3 separate regions of the Mus musculus genome follow, and regions 1 and 3 are each linked to region 2. A link is a contact called in public Hi-C and Micro-C data. All regions are on one chromosome and are shown on one strand. Each heading gives the region's core, a stretch centred on a gene start, on an enhancer-like site or on the middle of the called end of the contact. The rest is flanking DNA. Distances are from core to core; before and after follow the strand shown. Region 1 overlaps Camk1d (calcium/calmodulin-dependent protein kinase ID). Region 2 overlaps Cdc123 (cell division cycle 123). Region 3 overlaps Camk1d (calcium/calmodulin-dependent protein kinase ID).

Region 1 (3,502 bases), core at 442-2,941, 200 kb before region 2:
ATCCATCTGACATACAAGTAAAACATGAACAAAGACTTGGGAACTTAAGGTGGCTGCCATCTCTACTCACCCAGCATACAGCAAAGCTGGTAATACTCACTGACTCTAATATCTTCTTATCTATGACTCTTAGCCAAAATAATATGTTCAGAAGTGCCCTTCCTATGGGAGGGAACAGTAAGTTTCCAAATACACGCCATACACAGAGAGCTGGGCGGGGAGGATTGAGGTCACTTTCTGTTTGGGATTGGCCCTGCTTGGCCCTGCTTTGCCCTGCATTGTGTTTCTTTGCTTCTGTGCATAATAGAAGATGTCATCTTGGCCTTGATAAAGAGCAAGCGGCGATAACGCCACACAGCCAAGATCTAGCTTTGTCATGAGAGGCATAATTAAATTCTCATAAACCAGACACTACAACTGGCCCATCTGCTTCTCCTCTTAGTCATTCTCTGCTGTACAACCCTGCTGAGCAAGCAGGAAGGGATGGGCATTGCTTGCAATGAACATAGAGATCTTGCTCTATAGACTGTAGGAAAAGTCTCCTCTAAGAAGTGAAGTGTCAGAGACAGAAGTAACAGGGATGATGGTACAGGTAACACTGAGAAGTTGCTAAGCCTTAGTGTTATACACTATAGATTCATGATCTTAAAAATTGCAAAGCAGGATTAATGCTGACAGACAGACAGATATTTTGAAGCTTTGTATGTGCACACACCCCTAGAGCAGGCCACTCACTACAAGCAACTAGCACATCTGTTACTGTTAGACACATACACACACACACACACACACACACACACACACACACATGCCTCAGCAAGTACAGGAAAGCACAAGCCTTGTGGGGCTATTGAAGCTGTAAGATCTCTAACATACATCCATGTCCTACCAGCCGAATGTCCTCAGAAGCAATGTTAACTCTCCTTGAATAAAGCCCATGATCCTAGAGCCCATTATACTATAGTCTCTGCCCTAAGAATTCAGATTATCACTGTAACATTGCCATACAGCAGGAGAGCAAGAAAAAAATGTTCTTTAACCCCTCCCCCAACCTCTGTGTGTGTGTGTGTGTGTGTGTGTGTGTGTGTGTGTGTGTGTGTTAGGAGTCTCCTTCAATCACTCTTCACATTATTTTTTTAAGGAGTATTTCTCACTGAACCTGAAGCCCCAGAATTCCGCTAGACCTGCTGGCTAGCAGGCCCTGGGATCCAACTGTCCCTGGCTCTCACTGCCCGAGGTAAAGACATAGACTGTCACATTCAGTGGTTTAGCTGGGTGCTGGGGATCCAAAGTCAGGTCCTCACGCTTTCTAGCAAGCACTCTGCCTGCGGAGTCAAAGCAATATTCAAACGTGATCGTCCACCTTCTGCTCTGTACTACTGAAGCCCACATCCTAATTCTGCATGGCCGGCCCGGCAGTAACAGGAAGAAGGGAAGCAGAGGCGGCTGAGGAAGCAGCACACTCGGTTAGCTCTGCATGACATGTATTTATTCACACGGTGGAGCCTGCGAGCGAAGGGCTCGGATCTCTGCTTGCTGATGTTCCCACCCATTCTCCCACCAGCCCACTCTGCTTCCACATCCTTGCTCACTTGTGTGCCCCCTTCCCTCCTCTCCTTACCTGCTTTCTCCTCCCTTGATAAAAGTAGCCAGGCTGCCAGACAGCTGTGACACATGCCAACAGGGAACCTGTACTCAGGTGTAAATCCAGCTTCCAGGAGGGGCTTTTTTTTGTTTGTTTCATGCATCTCATTGAATATATTTAAATACATTATATACAGCCCCTGGCTGCAGGAGGCAGAAAGAAAAGCAAGTGCTCTTTCTGAACTCCCAGCAGTAAATAGAGAAGGCACGGGTGTGTGTGTGTGTGTGTGTGTGTGTGTGTGTGTGTGTGTGTATACATGTGTGTGTCTGTGTGTGTCTATGTGTGTCTACGCACACAAAACCACATATGTACATATAAAGATATATACACCCTTATGTACATATATTCATATATACATATGTACTTACATGTATGTATTCATGTAGGTGTACGTATGAGCACATAATACATATACACATACATGTATACATTCACATGTATATACACATGCATGTGTGAGCACACGTACACACACAATTCACTGGGTGGACAACAGTGCAATATGATTAAACATGTACTAAGGGGGGAAATGCATCAATGCTGGTCTTAAGGAACCCTGAGCTGGCACCCAGTTCCTCTCTGAAGGGAAGATGGACTCCAAAGGGGAAAGACTGAAAATGTTGCCACAGAAATGAACAGGATCTCTGATGCCACAAAACTCTAAGTCTGGGCCCAGAGCCACGAAGCCACGGAGTCATGGAGCCACATCCTAAGCCTGCCTTTTTTCGGATGCTGCTGGAGTCACTCTTTCTGGCCACACCCCAGGTCAGCACCTGGGCAGGCTACAAGGCCTCACATTTATCACATGAGCTTTGAGCTTAGGAGTTTGTACTCTGGTGACAAAGTCCCCAGAGTGAGGCCTGCCTCTGCTGCTTCAGGGGACCTTAGGCTTCCATTCCTCCTTTGTAACTCAGAGATTGAGGACAGCTCTTGCCTGTGGGACATGGGAGGACATGGTACACTCTCAATACTACTACATAAAGGTCACCTTCTGTTCCCTGGGCCTTGTCATCACTTCAGCTAGGTTTAAAAGCCAAACATTTCATCTCTTGGCCCCCAATCTACATACAGGTAAACTGAGGAACAGGCTAGTAACTGGCAGTGTCTCTGTCCTTCAGGCATAAGTTGACACCATGACAAGTTCCTTTCACCTGCCTGGAGTCTCAGTATTACAGACTAGCCTTTCTCCAACCAATCCTGCTACCACCAAGGGCAACTCTTCCTAAAACACTGCCCACCCTGGCCTTCCTCTGCCCCAGAGTCAACCATGCACCCTCTTTATTTACAGTTCAGCATCTCCACTTTTCCAAGCACAGCCTTCGGCTCCACTGCAGGGCACACTCACCATTCTGTTCCTCTATACTGGCTCCCAACTCCCAGCCTCATGCTGGTCACGCGGTGCCTCGTGGTTGCTCCAGCATCCCCTCAACTCTTCCCACATCTGTGATGGCACCCACTCATCCTCCATCACCCTCCTCCACTCTCTCAGAGCACCCAGGCACCCACCAGGACCTAGCATGGTATCACTTAGCAACTGTCACCCGCTGTGCTAGTAAGATCTTATAGCTTTGGGCAACACATCCTTGGCATGCAACAAGGCTTCTCAACCTTAGCACCACTGGCTGGGTTGGATAACACTGTGGGGGAGGATGCCAGTTCTGTGCACTAGGATCTAGCAGTGCTCTTGATGACTACCCACTTACACAAGTAACAGCACATACAACTACCAAATGCCCCTCAAATGTTACCACATGCCATGGGGAGAGCACCCCCCAATTAACAAGCCCTAGGATATACTCATGTCTGTCTTTACATATCATATGAACACTAGACTAACAGATTCTAATTCTTCTAAGC
Region 2 (3,403 bases), core at 645-3,144:
CTAATATCAGATAAAATATATAATGAAAAACATACAAAAGCCCAATTAGTATTAGGAATAGAAAAGGTCCCTACTTAATGATAAGGTTTTGATTGAAATGATCTGCTATGGTTAATCTCCATCGTCAACTTGATTGGAGACTGGTGAGACACACTTCAGAGTATACCGCTGAGGCGTGTCCACAGAGGACAGCTACCAAAGGCAGCTCCTGAGGGGCAGACCCACAAACTCCAAATAGGGCCCTCAAGGGGAAAAAGCAAACAAAAGCCCATCAGCGCAGCTCTGTTCCCCGGCCCCCTCTCTGATGTCTCACACCCCAAAGGCTCACAGTGATGGGGCCTAGTGGCCACCGCCAGAAACCTCTGAAACAGTGAGCCAAAACCCAAATTTCCTCCTTTTATTTATATCATGTTTCATCAAAATAGAATTAGTGTTATCTAAAAACACAACTTCAAAATATATTACTAAAAAACCAACACAATTAGAAACCAAAAGATTTTAACATGCACGGTTGCTCAATAACTAAAAAATCAAGTGGCCAAAGGAAAAAAAATTGGGAAAGATTTTTTCCCCATGTGATAAAGTCTCCATATAAAAAATAAAGAAATAGCACAAAGAACCCCTGCCAGTATTGCTCATCTGTAATTCTATCCCTTCCCCGAAAATGTGTTTGATCTGAAAAGGATGCGCGTTTGCTTCCAAAGCTACATATTTCAGCAACAAGCCTGGTCTAGATCCATGAGTCTGCAGAACACAGCACACGCTGGACTTCCTTTGTTTGGCATGATCAAGTTACAAAGCCAAACTTACAATAGCAAGACTCAAAATTAAACAACATTCTGTCCAGAAAGCAATAAAACAAGTTATCAGCAACACAAGTCACAGGGAAAAGACTAGAAAGGAACAACATTGATTTTCTAAGACTCTAAAATAAGAGGCAGATGGATCTTTGTGAGTTCCAGGCCAACTTGCTCTACATAGTGAGTTCTGAGCTAGCTAGAGCTATGCAGTGAAACCCCCCCACCTTCTGCCTCTGTGTGTCTCTCTCTTATATACACACACACAATGTAAATAAGGATTTTAAATTCTAGCCGTACATCATCATCCCTGAGGGGGCTTCTGAAACCTTACCCAGTGTCCATCCTAGACTCACAGAATGGGTGGGCTACTGACCTGATGTGCATAGAACAGTTAAGACTCTACAGCCCTGAATCAAGTTGCCCAACAACAATAAACATAGACACGCCAAAGTGTCACTAGGTACAAACACTTCAGTTATATGTCACGAGCCAAACTACTTACAGACACGAGTGAGCTTTCTACAAGAATAGCCACAAAATAATATATTCAAGAAAGTGTCTAACAAACTCTGATACACGTACCATTGAGTAAATGCAAATGGGTTTTACAATATGGTCTAAATCTCGGAACGGAAACTGTCAGGATGTTTAGACTGGCATGCTTCTCGCTTTTAAAAATGAACTCTTTTTCAGATCTGCAGGATCTCAGCTACCATTACTTATATACTCGTCCAACTTCACTTTAATTCCTCAACTCTTTTACAGGCTAAACAGCTGCGTCTACCTGTCAGCCCCACTGAGTTAGTGATCAGGACATTTGCCAGGGACAGGAGGCAGCTTGGCAGGTTCCAACATTTTCAACTGCCGATATGAAATAACTAGTTTAGTATCTATACACTGCAGGCAGATAACACTTACCCCACAGCATATACAGACTGAGATACAGAACTAAATGATAATAAAAGCCTTCCGGGAAGGGAGCGTGTTCTAGACAAAAGGCTGGTTTTACCCTGTTCTAACTGCCTAGATGCTGCCTGCCACAGGCCACACCTCGCGAACACAAGTCTGCCACTTCCACATCAAGATAACTTCCTCCAACGTTCAAGGCTATCTTGTTTGATGCTTCCTGTGGGCAGTACAGCAGCTAGCACAGCACAGACACACACAGCAGGCTGCCAACGTCTTTACCAGGAAGCAGAGAAGCGACTCCTGCCTGCGGGATCAGATGTCTGTCTATGAACTCACCCTGCTTCCCAGGCCTCGGAGGTTTCTTTCCGTCCAGCTGGAACTTTCCCAAGCATCCTTCCTTGTCTCGACCTCTGCTCCCCTGTCCTTTCAGATGTGTTTGTGATTGTGTGCATGTGTGCTGTGTTCACATGTGTCTTCAGAGAACCTGCCTCTCACCAGCCAGAAGTACCAAGGCGACAAGCACTGGCAAGGATCTGGGGACCAGGAGTCCTCACGGACTGTGGGGAGGAAGGTAAGCTAGTCTAGCTGAGGAAGAGCATGCAAGTGCCCTACAAAGTTAAAGAGGCTCCTAGGGAGGCTCGGCCTTTGAAGGCACTTGCTGACAAACCTGAGGTCCTGGGCTTGATCCCAGGAACCCACATGGTGGAAAGACAGAAGCACACTCAAGTCCATGTTCTCACACGATCAATGTAAATAAATAAAGAGATTAAAAACAGACACACCATATGACCCAGCATCCCAGTTCTTGGGCATACATCCAAAGACGTGAATACCTGAAAGAACAGTTGTCCCCCAATCTCAATTTCCACACTACCCACAACAACCTGGAAGTGCAGACAAATAGATAAAGAAAATGTGGTCCAAACACACAACAGAACTGTTGAGCAATAAGAAACATAGCTGCCTAGTACTCTGGGGCAATGCGGATGAACTGGGAGGCGTAATGTAAGTGAACTAATCCAGGAAAAAGGGCAAATACCACAGGATCTCATTCATATGTGAACTCAACCAGGGATCTTCCACGGGTCAAGGGTAGAAAGACGGCTACCAGAGGCTGGTGTGGGGAGCGACGTGGCAGAAGATGATCAATAGTTAATAAAGAAGAATAAGAAGTTCTGTATGCTACTGCACAGAGGGGAGACCATTGGGGCCTCCAACATTTAACTACTGGGATAGGATACTGTCACCTCCAACGTCTCTAGTGACACTTATACCTATCCTGGAGGCTGGGGTGCCTGCCAGACAATGAGGATGTGCTGTCAGTTCAGTAAACTCAGGCCAGAAACGGGAGAATTTTGAATGTTCTTACCATAAAGGGATGACAAACATTTGAGTAGGAACTCCTTTGGTTTCCCATATGAATGAAATCATGTAGTACTTGCCCTTTGCCTGGATTAGTTCACTTATGTAAGGAATCCAGAACTAAACAGGACATGATGCAGACATGCACTCAAACATTAAATTCATATCCAATTTATGTTTTTATATATTAGATAAAAAATAAATTTAAGTTAAAAGTGTTAATCTGGGGCTAGGGAGCTAACTCAACTGTAAAGTGCTTACCTCATCTTCCTGGGGACCCAAGTTTGATCCCCAGAAACCACAGAAAAAATGTAAGGTATGCTTGTTACACA
Region 3 (3,172 bases), core at 86-2,585, 180 kb before region 2:
CTGAGAGAGAGACAGAGAGAAGCAGAAGATCCAGAGTTGAAGACCATTGCAGAATCTACAGAGAAAAGTGCTGCCTAGAAACAAAAGGTAAAAGTAAAATAAACAAGCCAACCAAGACACCCTGGAGAGAGCACAGGTATGCAATGTTCCAGGCCCTGAATGCTACCTCCCACTCCAGCTTCTTGAGAGCCAAAAGGCATAGATGTCATTTTCTAGAAAGATTTACAGTATAAAGAAATATTCAAGATAGGCCATTGTGCAGCTGATAGAAGAAATCATATGCAATATGAAAGACATTACACTAACTATGTGCAGGCAAAGGAAGCTGTCTGGGCGGTCGGATGAAAGACCCTTCTCTAAGTCCTTATAATAGAGGAGGAAAAATGTGAGCATTTGCCTTCATTCAAAGCAGGGAGCTGCTGACTATCACACAGGCAGTCGCAGTTCTTACAAGCATAGCAGAAACTCATACTGAATCCAAGAAACAGTGAGGCCAGCACTGTTCTATATAATGCTGGTCATTGTGGGATAAGCTGGCAAGGGCAGCCACCTGGTCATGTGCTGGTAAAGCATCGCGTGGAGTCCCTTAGAAGTCACCTTCAGATCCAAGGGAACCTGCAAAGCCATCAGGCAAAACTCATTTTTCTCTCCTTGGTTCTCATCCACTTATCAGGCTGGGCTGTCTTGGTACAAGTCTTTAATCCCAGCATTCCGGAGGCAGAGGCAGGCAGATCTCTGAGTTCAAGACCAGCCTGATTTTCAGAGTGAGTTCCAGGATAGCCAGGTCTACACAGAGAAACCCTGTCTCAAGGAACAAAAAAAAATATCAGAAGAATATGAGAAATTTTTTCACATTTACAAAGTGGCCCTAGTAAACTGAAAAAGTAACAGAGAAAAAGAGAAAAAATCTTCCAGAAACAGTAAGATTCTGGGAAAAAAAATAACCTCATATACGATGTCTTCAAAGAATTATTTAATGCATACGTTTTCCAAATCTCTTAGACGGGTCCTTTCAACTCAATTTTTTTCTTCAATATAGGACTTTCTCCAAAAGGTGTATATTTTCAAACTGGGTTTCAAGCCTTATGAGTTAGCCTTCCCTGGAAAGACGCTCTCAGGGCTCCCGCAGCAGAATCACCTGCTGTGCAGTCACATGTTTGCGGACGGGTAATTCCTGGGAAAGGTGTGTCTTGTTTTACAAGTCTTGTGGCAGAAGGTAATGACCCAGGTATGGGACAGGATGCAAATGTTGCCTTTCTTGGTTGTGCCCACATGATTGCAGTTAACAGGCCGCCCACTCACCAATGAGTGGACCTGACTCCTAGGAAACAGTTAACTCTATGAGTCACTCCTGTAGGCTGAAATCCAGCTCTTTCTTAAACCTCCATGGAAATGAGAGCATGGTGAAGCTGCTGCTACCTTCTAACCCAGAATGCTGGAATTAACTCAGGAGTATAAGAATACTGGGTGGCCTTTCTCTCTCTAAATAGAAACAAGGCCGTGTCCCCATTCAGAAGAGCCCCTTTAGGCTCAGCAGGCAGTGAACTTCAAGAGCCCCAGCTTGGAAAACACCTTGTCCTAGACAGTAACCCGTCACCTTCTCTTTCCTCTTTTTGGGGTGTGTGGATATATCTGTGTGCAGGTGTGCATGCACGTGTGTGGAGCCAAGAGGACAACTTTGACTGCCATTTCTTGGGTACTGTCTACCTTATTTTTGGAAACAAGGTCCTTCATTAACCTAGAACTCACCAAGTAGATGAGGCTGGCTGGCCAGTGAGCACTCCGCATGCACCTGACTCTATCTGTCCATCTCCAGGAGAGTTGGATTGCACCACCATACCTGACCCCCATGTCCACCACCCACCAAGGAAAGAACACAGATCCTGTGCTTCAAGGTATTACCAGCTGAGCCCAGATCCTCTTTCTAGGAAGAACTATGGGCTTTGTTTTCTTCACAACTTCTCCCAAAGGGAAACTCCCGTCAACTCTATTACTCTCGGTGACCCACCTTTCCTAGGCAAGAGGCTATGGTGGGCCGCGGTGAGATGAGACTTGGAACTAGAAAGAGGCTGCTAAATAATGATTAAGATGAACCATCAGACCTCCATGCCTGCCCATCTGCATCCAATAAGAAAAGCAACCACATAAAGGGGAAGTCAGAGAGGACAAAAACAGACATGAATTCTTCTAAAATATTCTGGAGGGTATAGGTTAGAAAGAGGGGCACATGGGATTTGGATGCAGACCCCAAGTCCCTGGAAATCCAAACTACTTCACATACCCCCCACCATCTGGGCTACATGGAGCTGGCATGGTATGATATTTGTAGAAGGGCACAGGCAAGAAAGACACGTAGACAGGGCTGTCCTTCACTCCAAGGTTCTTGGGAAAACCTTTTCTTCCTACGAGGGACTCCCTCAGTCTTCCAAACTGACCCCTTATTCTGCAGCTGGGGCCTAGCCTCATCCCAACAGAGACCCTCTGCCTCAGACACCCATATCCTTCCCTGCATCTTAGCTAACCAGACGCCATCATTCTACAAACTGTATCCAAACTTATAACTGTATCCGAATAAAAGCCATGTATCGCCGAATGCAAGTAGACTGCTGACATCAGTATCTTGGTTGTAGTATTGACAGGGCAGAAATGACACACACTCTCTCTCCATCATCCCTTACACAGATGTCAGGTGACTCTATAGCCAGCTCAATAAAAACTGCCCATAAAAGTGGAACATGGTAACCCATGGCTGCAATGCTAGCACTCCAGAGGTGGAGGCCAAAGGGTCATGAGATCTAAGCCATCCTGGGATGCCTAGCAAGACCATGTATATTTAAAAGTCTACCCCGCTAAAGAAGCACAAAAGGACATACTGTACAAGCTTCGTGTGAACAGAGAGGTCATGCTACACACGAGTGGTTACATGTACTATGCCTGGTTTCTACAGCTGCTTCAGTAGCTCATCTGTTCAACAAATCGCACGTCATCCCTACAGTGTGCTACATCAGACACTTCAAAATCTACCTCTTCTGATGTTCTCAGAAAATGTACAGTGAGGCAAACGGCGTCACTTAGGTGACCTAAAGTAAGGGACAATTCCGTGAATGTGCTCTGTATGGGGAAGACATGGTTTAAATGATTCATCTTTACCTAAATCTCAACCTAATAACTA

What was found. A called contact is a pair of places that touch in the nucleus more often than the background predicts.
Region 1: a Hi-C map of bone marrow-derived macrophages shows a contact between it and region 2, with 2.2 times the contacts expected there. The contact joins two enhancer-like sites. A contact is called at or near these places in 7 of 484 Hi-C or Micro-C datasets (the BV-2 cell line, bone marrow-derived macrophages, conventional dendritic cells and 3 more), 3 of 115 datasets of contacts at active chromatin or transcription factors (bone marrow-derived macrophages and embryonic stem cells) and 3 of 9 other capture datasets (adipose tissue, liver and pancreatic islet).
Region 3: a Micro-C map of the G1E-ER4 cell line shows a contact between it and region 2, with 2.6 times the contacts expected there. The contact joins two enhancer-like sites. A contact is called at or near these places in 7 of 484 Hi-C or Micro-C datasets (the BV-2 cell line, the G1E-ER4 cell line, bone marrow-derived macrophages and 2 more), 5 of 115 datasets of contacts at active chromatin or transcription factors (bone marrow-derived dendritic cells, bone marrow-derived macrophages, embryonic stem cells and 1 more) and 3 of 9 other capture datasets (adipose tissue, embryonic stem cells and liver).

Annotation. Positions count from the first base shown.
Region 1 is chr2:5,595,595-5,599,096 of GRCm38.p6, forward strand. All of the region lies in intron 1 of Camk1d (calcium/calmodulin-dependent protein kinase ID), which reads right to left. Among named protein-coding and RNA genes, the nearest start is that of Gm36853, 120 kb to the left of the region's middle. Within about 2 kb of position 1,692, at least 34 of the 459 cell types and tissues checked have an H3K27ac peak or open chromatin away from gene starts, as enhancers often do. A contact at or near this core is called in bone marrow-derived macrophages, where this site is marked.
Region 2 is chr2:5,799,582-5,802,984 of GRCm38.p6, forward strand. The region is part of intron 10 of Cdc123 (cell division cycle 123); the gene reads right to left. Among named protein-coding and RNA genes, the nearest start is that of Gm29984, 24 kb to the right of the region's middle. Within about 2 kb of position 1,895, at least 104 of the 459 cell types and tissues checked have an H3K27ac peak or open chromatin away from gene starts, as enhancers often do. A contact at or near this core is called in the G1E-ER4 cell line, bone marrow-derived macrophages and embryonic stem cells, where this site is marked.
Region 3 is chr2:5,617,381-5,620,552 of GRCm38.p6, forward strand. All of the region lies in intron 1 of Camk1d (calcium/calmodulin-dependent protein kinase ID), which reads right to left. Among named protein-coding and RNA genes, the nearest start is that of Camk1d, 96 kb to the right of the region's middle. Within about 2 kb of position 1,336, at least 34 of the 459 cell types and tissues checked have an H3K27ac peak or open chromatin away from gene starts, as enhancers often do. A contact at or near this core is called in the G1E-ER4 cell line and embryonic stem cells, where this site is marked.